3 separate regions of the Mus musculus genome follow, and regions 1 and 2 are each linked to region 3. Evidence: chromatin contacts called from public Hi-C and HiChIP or PLAC-seq data. All regions are on one chromosome and are shown on one strand. The core of a region is the stretch at or near the end of the contact, and the rest is flanking DNA. Distances in the headings are between cores, read along the strand shown.

What was found. A called contact is a pair of places that touch in the nucleus more often than the background predicts. HiChIP or PLAC-seq counts read pairs in DNA pulled down with a chosen protein or histone mark.
Region 1: a Hi-C map of liver shows a contact between it and region 3, with 10 times the contacts expected there. The contact joins the promoter of Clec2d here to the promoter of Clec2f in region 3. A contact is called at or near these places in 8 of 39 promoter capture datasets (the C10 cell line, HPC-7-derived erythroid cells, cranial neural crest and 3 more), 14 of 484 Hi-C or Micro-C datasets (LSK cells, brain, cardiomyocytes and 6 more), 9 of 115 datasets of contacts at active chromatin or transcription factors (the 230-238 cell line, embryonic basal ganglia, embryonic stem cells and 3 more) and 3 of 9 other capture datasets (adipose tissue, embryonic tail and macrophages).
Region 2: an H3K4me3 HiChIP or PLAC-seq map of the 230-238 cell line shows a contact between it and region 3, with 19 read pairs. The contact joins the promoter of 2310001H17Rik here to the promoter of Clec2f in region 3. A contact is called at or near these places in 1 of 39 promoter capture datasets (embryonic stem cells), 3 of 15 datasets of contacts at CTCF or cohesin (the NIH/3T3 cell line, large pre-B cells and pro-B cells), 2 of 484 Hi-C or Micro-C datasets (bone marrow-derived macrophages and embryonic stem cells), 7 of 115 datasets of contacts at active chromatin or transcription factors (the 230-238 cell line, acute myeloid leukemia, bone marrow-derived dendritic cells and 3 more) and 4 of 9 other capture datasets (adipose tissue, embryonic stem cells, liver and 1 more).

The regions. Positions count from the first base shown.
Region 1 is chr6:129,179,349-129,182,048 of GRCm38.p6, forward strand. It overlaps Clec2d (C-type lectin domain family 2, member d), which reads left to right and starts at 1,267. Exons shown (of 5, transcript NM_053109.3): 1 at 1,267-1,399. The coding sequence starts at 1,333.
Region 2 is chr6:129,237,172-129,239,871 of GRCm38.p6, forward strand. 2310001H17Rik (RIKEN cDNA 2310001H17 gene) reads right to left here and starts at 1,311. Exons shown (of 4, transcript NR_040268.1): 1 at 1,265-1,311; 2 at 568-673.
Region 3 is chr6:129,012,742-129,015,441 of GRCm38.p6, forward strand. It overlaps Clec2f (C-type lectin domain family 2, member f), which reads left to right and starts at 1,371. Exons shown (of 5, transcript NM_001277202.1): 1 at 1,371-1,480. The coding sequence starts at 1,393.

The DNA.
Region 1 (2,700 bases), core at 17-2,516, 170 kb after region 3:
AGCTCTTGCCACATAATCCTGACCATCTGGCCTGGATCACAGGAGAACAGGGCAGCAGGAGAGGACAGACTCCTACACATATGCTGTGGCATAGATATGCCCCGCTCAAGAAATAAAGTAGTTTTTTAATGGGCCAAATGGGTAACTCTCCAGTGTTTCAAATAGTTGAATGTGACTATTGGATATAAATATTTATTACGCAGTAAAATCTGTTTGGTTTTTTTGATCTCCCCAGGGTTCTCTGTTTCCCAGAACTGTTGCAGGCCTGTGATAAGAAAGGGTAAGAGGTTCAAAGCTGTTAAAAACAATGAATTCATGAAATTCTTAGACAAATGGATGGATCTGGAGGATATCATCTTGAGTAAGGTAACCCAATCAGGAAAGAACACACATGATATGCACTCACTGGTAAGTGGACATTAGCCCAGAAGCTCAGAATCCTTTTTAGAAGGGGGAACAAAATACCCATGGAAGGAGTTACAGAGACAAAGTTTGGAGCAGAGCCTGAAGGAAGAGACTGCCAGAGACTGCCCCACTTGGGGATCCATTCCATAAACAACCACCAAACCCAGACACTAGGCAGATGCCAACAAGAGCCTGCTATAGCTGTCTCCTGAGGGCCTTTGTCAGTGCCTGGCAGATACAGAAGTAGATGCTCACAGTCATTCATTGGACAGAGCACAAAGTCCCCAATGAAGGAGCTAGAGAAAGTACCCAGGGAGCTAAAGGGATCTGCAACCCTATAGGTGGAACATCATTATGAACTAACCAGTACCCCAGAGCTCTTGACTCTAGCTGCATATGTATCAAAAGATGGCCTAGTCGGCCATCACTGTAAAGAGAGGCCCATTGGACTTGCAAACTTTATATGCCCCAGTACAGGAGAACGCCAGGGCCAAAAGTGGGAATGGGTGGGCAGGGGAGTGGGGGGGGGAGGGTATGGGGGACTTTTGGAATAGCATTGGAAATGTAAATGAGGAAAATACCTAATAAAAAATATTAAAAAAAAAAAAAAAAGAAAATCCCTGTGACCTCAGTAAGGTCAGCTTGAATTATGTTTCTAAATCAGAGTGTGCTGAAAGAGAAACGAAACACAAAGTAAACCAGAAGCAAACAGGAAAGTCAGTCTCCAGATGGCGCCAGTGTGGCTCCTGACCTTGAAATGCGTTTCCCAATGAGATTTTGTTAGGCCCTGAGCCAACCAAGCGTGTGTGTATGTACAGAAAGGAGGAGCTACAGGATTAGCTAAATACTGAAACCTCCCCACGTATTTGTGCCTCTCAGCTTTCAAGTTTCAATCCTGTAGTGGAAACTCAGCTCCTCAGCTCTGAGATGTGTGTCACAAAGGCTTCCCTACCTATGCTTAGTCCCACAGGCAGCCCGCAGGAGGTAGAAGTGGGTAAGTATTCAATAGTATTTGAACCAATGGGAGGGGCAGAGAGGAGTTTCAAACAGGGCAGGAAGGCAAAAGAGTTGAACCTTGAACAAAAGATTAAGAACAGAAGGGCGTCTGTGAGCCCGTCACTGTGGGTCTGCAGAGCAGGAGAATGCAGTCGGGATTAGCTATGAGGTTGTTACATTAGTTATTCTATCGGAGCATACAATACTCGAATAGTTCTCAGGCAAGAGAAATGAGCAGCGAGTCACCTTCTAACTGCCAGAGCTGTAGCCACAGCGTTCTCGCTTTGTACTTAGCTTGCTAGTCCACTCTTCCCAGGGATCTGGTAAGTTACAGTCTGGTGGATTACATCAAATTGCTGTAGTAAACGTTTGCTTTAAGTCCCTGAGTGAAGGAAACTCAGACAACAGCTTTGCAATGTGCATAGTGGCAGAAGTTGCCTGGGAAGCTTGGAGCTTGTGTTTTGCAGATCCATTGTAATTAAAATAGAATTGTAAGGGGGTGGCTTGGGGTGGGGTGGGGGTGGGGGGCGCTGAACCTACTCAGGACCAAATCCTTTCTGTTTTGAGCTCTTGATAAGTTACAGAAAAAGAATATAATGGGGTTTCCTACTTAATTCTTCAGAAAGGAAGCAAAATTGTGTTTCTTGTGTTTCAAACTGTCTATGCTCCATTATATTGTGTTCCTTTATTTTCCTTTTCCCCCTCATTCCTGTTTCTTCACATTAATTTTTTTTTTTTTAATTTGTGGAAAGACTACTGAATTTTGAGAAAGTAAGATTGACATCTATCAAAATACAAAATTCCCAACAAATGCTAATGTTTATCACTTAAACCAAGTATTCTGAAATAATAATAATAATAATAATAATAATAAATTATAATAAATTATTATTACTGAGGATGATGATGACTGACTGACTGATTGATTGATTGATTGATTCTTTGGCAAAGTCTCATACTTTACCCCAAGCTGGCCTGGAACTCCTGCTCCCTCTGCCTCAGCAGGGTTGACTTTTTAAAATCAAATACACAAATATTTAGCCATTGGAAACATTTCCTGAGAATGTGGAGCTTCTGTCTCAAGTGCAGCTGTTGCATAGCTAGCTGCAGGCATTTTGAAGCCTGTCTTGTGAATGTGGAGCTCCTGTCTCAAGTGCAGCTGTTGTATAACTAGCTGCAGGCATTACACAACTTCACTCCTTTGAAGCAGTAGCTTGTTTTATCATTGAAACAGTTTTTAAGTAAGCTAAAAACCAGGCCAGCAATACTTCATTTCTTTGGGTTTTTTGAGAGATCATT
Region 2 (2,700 bases), core at 61-2,560, 220 kb after region 3:
ACCTTTAGGAGGTATGACCTTGCTACACTTAGTACACAGCTGGCGGTGGGTTGGGCTTGAAGAGTTTTTAGCCAATGAAGGAGAAGACCAAACAAATCAGGCAAGGAGACACACTAATGCACAGGTATTCCCAAAACAGTATGGGACATGAAAATCCATAAGATTATCAAATCATTGGGCCTGTAAAAGTGATACTATATGTTCTTCAAGGAAAATATGGGTGCCCTCCTCAATATCAAATTGAAAACTGTGCCAGTGTAAGAAAAGGGGGAGGGGGAGGCAAGATGCACAGTAAAAACCCCACTGCTTCTTATACTAAGAATTATCTGCTCTATAGACAATTACAGACCTAAGCAAAAGTCCTGAAACGAAGGTATCTGAGATGACTCACTGGGCTTTGCCGGGGCTACTGACCTGGGTACATTCCTGGGCCTCACATTTGACTGACACCGAAAAGTTGATCTCTAACCTTTATATGTACACACACACACACACACACACACACACACACACACACACAGTGAAATTACCAACATGTGTATGTTGAGAACTGGAGGGGCTACTCACCCTGAGAACGGAGAATCAGATGCACGGTGCTGGGAGCAAGAGAGCTGCCTTACTAGTCCGTGCAGTGACTAGCCTGAAAGCCACTGCCTTTTCAATTGTGCCACACCTGCAGATATTATCTACATGCAGCTTAACGCTCAGAAGGAGGGTCTCAACTCTCCCAGTTCTCTCCACTTCCTCCCTGCTAACTCCCCTGCCCCAGCAAAGAACACCTAGAGGGCCGCTCAGCAGTTTAAGAATGCTTGCTGCCCTTTTACCTGAAAATTTTAAGTAGTTCAGACAGCTCACTACCATCTGTTAACCCGAGTGCCGCAGCATTCAGTGCCCTCTGCTGAGCACTGGCGCACCTGCAGGCTTGCACACAGGAAGCTCCTCCCATCCTCTCCCCCTCCCTTCCCTCACACAGGAATGCAAATAAAAATATAACTTTAAAAGAACTCGAAGTGTCAACATCACGGTGTCATAAATAACACCGTGCAGAGCCCTATTTAAAATAAACAACCCTGCGGATTGTAGTGCTGCTCCCGGCTCCCTCAAAGCAAATTCTTTCATATGAAACAACAAAGTCTCATCCAACCGCATCGCTAATAACTAAAACGAAACACAAAACAAGTAAGGAGGGCATTGGTTGGAACCCGTGGGCGTCCCTGCTCCTCAAATAACTCTGAAACTCTTCCCTCAGGTATTCCCACTGTACCGAATCTGGAGATCTAAACTAGTCCTCCCTAGTCAGGTGGCGCCGGCTCCATCTCTGAGTTCTACAGGGCAGGAGCCCCAGCCTGGCAGGGCGGGGAGAGGTGGGGTGGGGCGGCACACGGGTGCCTGTCACAAGTCATATCCCGTGAAATGTGTATGTTAAGCCTCCAATTAAAACAGAAAGAGAAGAAATAATCTATCAAAAATCTAACAGACATCCCATCCCTCAGGAAAACAGTTCCATCTCCAATGGACATAAATTCTAATTAATAAACTTTTTTATTAAAAATAAAATTAATAAATAAAATTAATAAATGTTTCCGAACATCAAGACAAGGTGTGACATCCTTTCCTACCTCCTGTTTGTATCTTCTGCTTGTTGCTTGGCTTGTATCGTCCATAGTCATGACTCAAGCCAAAGATAAACTAAGTTTATAATTATAAGGTGCATTAACACACATCTCTTATTTGTTACCTCCCAGATACTCTTTCTTTTGCAAACATTTATAAGCTACTTTATATTGAAAAGTGGGTCAGGAAAACTAGTGATGTAAAGTGATGAATTTCATTTAACAGTTAATTACAATGAATTGATATAGAAAAGCTACCTCATAACTTATATGATTGTAAATCAATGCCTAAATAATTTCTTTCATGCATATACAACATTTAGTTTATATGATATTTTTCACAGATAGACATTCTATGTCCCCAAAGCTTTAAAGAGCTTTGTGAGAAAATGCTACTATACTGTGACAATTCACAGTTGATATGTAGAGAAAAAAACAAAACAAAACAAACAAACAAAAAAACAAGCCAAAAGAAAGAAAGAAACAAGCAAGCAAACAAACAAGCAAACAAACAAACAAGCAAACAAAAAACCAGACTACTTATCATTTCAGGCTTTAATTCTAGCGAAGTGATGAGATAAATCATTATGCAAGTCACATCAGCTAAAGCACACATAGACTCAGTCAAAACATCAGAGGTGTAAAAAATTCCGTGGCTAAACAAGTCAAACCAACTTTTCAAATCATGTATCAAGCAGCAATCCCTCTATCTAGTTTCTATCACACTGGGGCCGTGAGAACCATCAAGAGACTATTGAAAGAGATTCTCACCTGGACACCGCTTCTCAAAAATTCCATTTCCAGAATCACTGCAGCTACGGGATTCTGTAAGAAAATAGCCACGCTAAGAGCAATAGAAATAGAAATAGAACTATTTGCAGAGAGACACTCACAAAGTCTATTTGTACCCACCTCTCTGCCCATCTTGCATTAGTGTCTGTGTCTGCATGACTTAGAGGTCATTGTGAACTTGCTATCTCTGACTGCTGATGCTCATGCATATAGTTCAAGTATGATGCGTGGTGGTGAGGGTTCAGGTGAGAGATAAAAGACTCAAGATTTAGAGAGGGTTGGAAATACCGTTTCA
Region 3 (2,700 bases), core at 121-2,620:
TCTTGTAGCTGTGTCCAAATCTCTTGAGACCTTGCAGTGTCATCTGTTAGGCTTTTAGAGATTCTGTCTGTCTTAAACTTTAAGTATATTAACAATTAGCAGACTTCTGACAAGATCGAGGGCTAAATAGATTGGTCATATCTGAATAGAGCACACCATAATTTAATGGCAGTAGCAAAAATCACTTACAAGGCAGGATAGGAATGAACATCTTAATCATTAAGTAACTTTGACAGGTTGTTAGTATAGAAAACACACTTTGCATTAGCAGAGAAACATTTGGCTCTGCATTAGAGAAACACTTGGCTTAGATTGGTGTAGAGGACCAGAATGTAAGGGAATAAGAAAGCTGGCAGCAGTGGCATAAGGTCATGGTGACAGAAAGTGAGTTTTTTCAGGCGGGTTCAGGCCTGTGACACAAGCTGAGCTGGCAGACAAGCTGTGGGAACAGGCTAGTCTGTGGAGCAAGAGACAAGCTTGAGAGCTGGAACCATGGGGGACATTTACTTTGACCAGTGGGGGAGGCAGCTTACCAGTTCCTCAGGGTCTTATTTTTTTCCTGCTTCTCTCATGCAATCTCTCCTTCTCTCATCTCATAGCCTGGTTCAGTCTACTTTCTCTTCCTACTCTGGACCCTTCCAGATTCCTCTGGCTGTACTTTCCCCCACATCTAGAATAGAAACCTCTCCTTCAACCATGCCTTGAACAGTCATGTCTTCCTTTCATTCACCCTCAGGAGGGCCACTATAGAGAACAGTTTTGGCTCCCAGACAGTTTGTATAGGAATAATGTTTTGTATGTTGTGGAAAGTTTATCCTGGGGTTATTAAAACGCTGATTTCTCTGACCTCATATCTTGTTTCAATCCAGACATGACATTGTAATGCTTATACCAAGACTCTCCTGCATCAAGATCTTGTAAACAGTTCTAACCATTTACTCTCTGCCTTGGCAATAAATACTGATCACACGCTGTGGAATGAGTGTTGTACTCTTCTGAGATTTACTTATCAAGTGAGCCTGAGGCCAGCCACAACTACACAGTGAAATCCAATTCTGAAATAAACACTTGCTTTAAAATTAAAAGCTGTTTGCTTTGTCAAATAATACAGCCTTTAGCAATTCTGATTATTTTATTTGCAGTATACTACATTCAGTGTCTCAATCCCCTCTCCTAGTTTTCGATCCTGTTTTTCAAAACAAAACAACAACAAAACACACAAAAATAGCCCCCCAAATCCTCCGTGTGTTGTGTGAGTGGGTGAACAAAACCTGAAAACCTTCATGTGCTGTGGGTATTCTGCTGGAAAGTATGAGTAAACAAGCCACAGGATGGTTGGGATTGTTAATTCTTCCTCCCTGGTTTCATTTGCAGTAGAGACTCAGCTCAGAGATGACAGCCTCACAGGACGAAGTGGCTCACGAGAGATTGCTGAATACAGAGGTCACTACCACAGACCACCTAGAAAATGGAGAAACAGGTATTTATTTAATGCAATTTGAAACAAACTAGAAAGGCAGAGAGCAGCGTCACCATGGTCTCACAGAGAAGCAGAAACTCCTGCTCTTTAGCCTGTCTGGGCAGGTCTCTATAGATGTGAAGGTGCCTGGAGGCCTCTGATATCAGTTACTCTGTTGACTCTGTTGCGTTCATTGTGATGGAATGCTACTGTGATGGCTAAAATTATGTTTTAAGTTTTAACTACTGTATCTAAGATATCTATAAAACTAAAAAAAAAACCCTCAGATAATCCTGTAGGGCCCCTTGGTCAAGGATGGAACGCTTCAAGCTGTTCATGTAAGAGAACAAGACACATATTTTCAGTTCCCTAAAGAGAGCAAGTGAGTGGCAGTTAGAATTTCTCAGCAGAAAACCACTGCTCTGTGGTCAGATTCTCCAAATAAACTGCAAACTAGGTGGGTTTTGTTGTTGTTCTAAGTTTTAGTGGTGATGCTGGTGTTGTGTGGCTATTTAGAGGTCAGAGGACAGCTGTGTGTAGTTTGCTGCTCTTGTTGCTTTCAGCATGTTCTAGGGTTTGAACTCAGATCACTGGGCTTGAACAGCAAGCACCTTTACCCCGCGAGCCATCTTGCAGCCCCAAGAGAAACTGCTTTTTCTGCAAAATGCTTTAAGGGATACTTATACTGTCCAGAAAGTTCCAGGATTTTTGAGAACAGCAGGCTGAGGACTATTTAGCCAGAATAAGAAATGGGGAGCTCCAAGCATACAGCCCAGTTTTTCTTTTCCAATCATTTCCTTCAGAACTCATTTTGGGGCCATTTGAGTTGTTATAAGATATGAGTTAATTCATAAACCTACTGGAAACACTCACAGATTTTAAATATAAACACAGGTATTGTCACATTCATTTTGTGGATATCCACATATCCACAAAGACTAGGAAGACAAGGGCATGTGATAAAGGGGGTCTCATTTTTACAAAATTCTAAACTGTTTTCTTGTTTTTCTTCCAAAGCCTGGTAATATTAAGCATATTTATGCAAATTTAGCTACACATGTGTCATTTTATTCAATTTTTTGTATCATTTGAAAAATATAAGTATGTGTTCATAATGTGTGCCTATTTTTGTATAGTGTGTGTGTGTGTGTGTGTGTGTGTGTGTGTGTGTGTGTATGTGTGTGTTTGCACTGTAGAATGGCCAATGTGGGCAGATCTGAGATAGAGAAAAATGACATCTC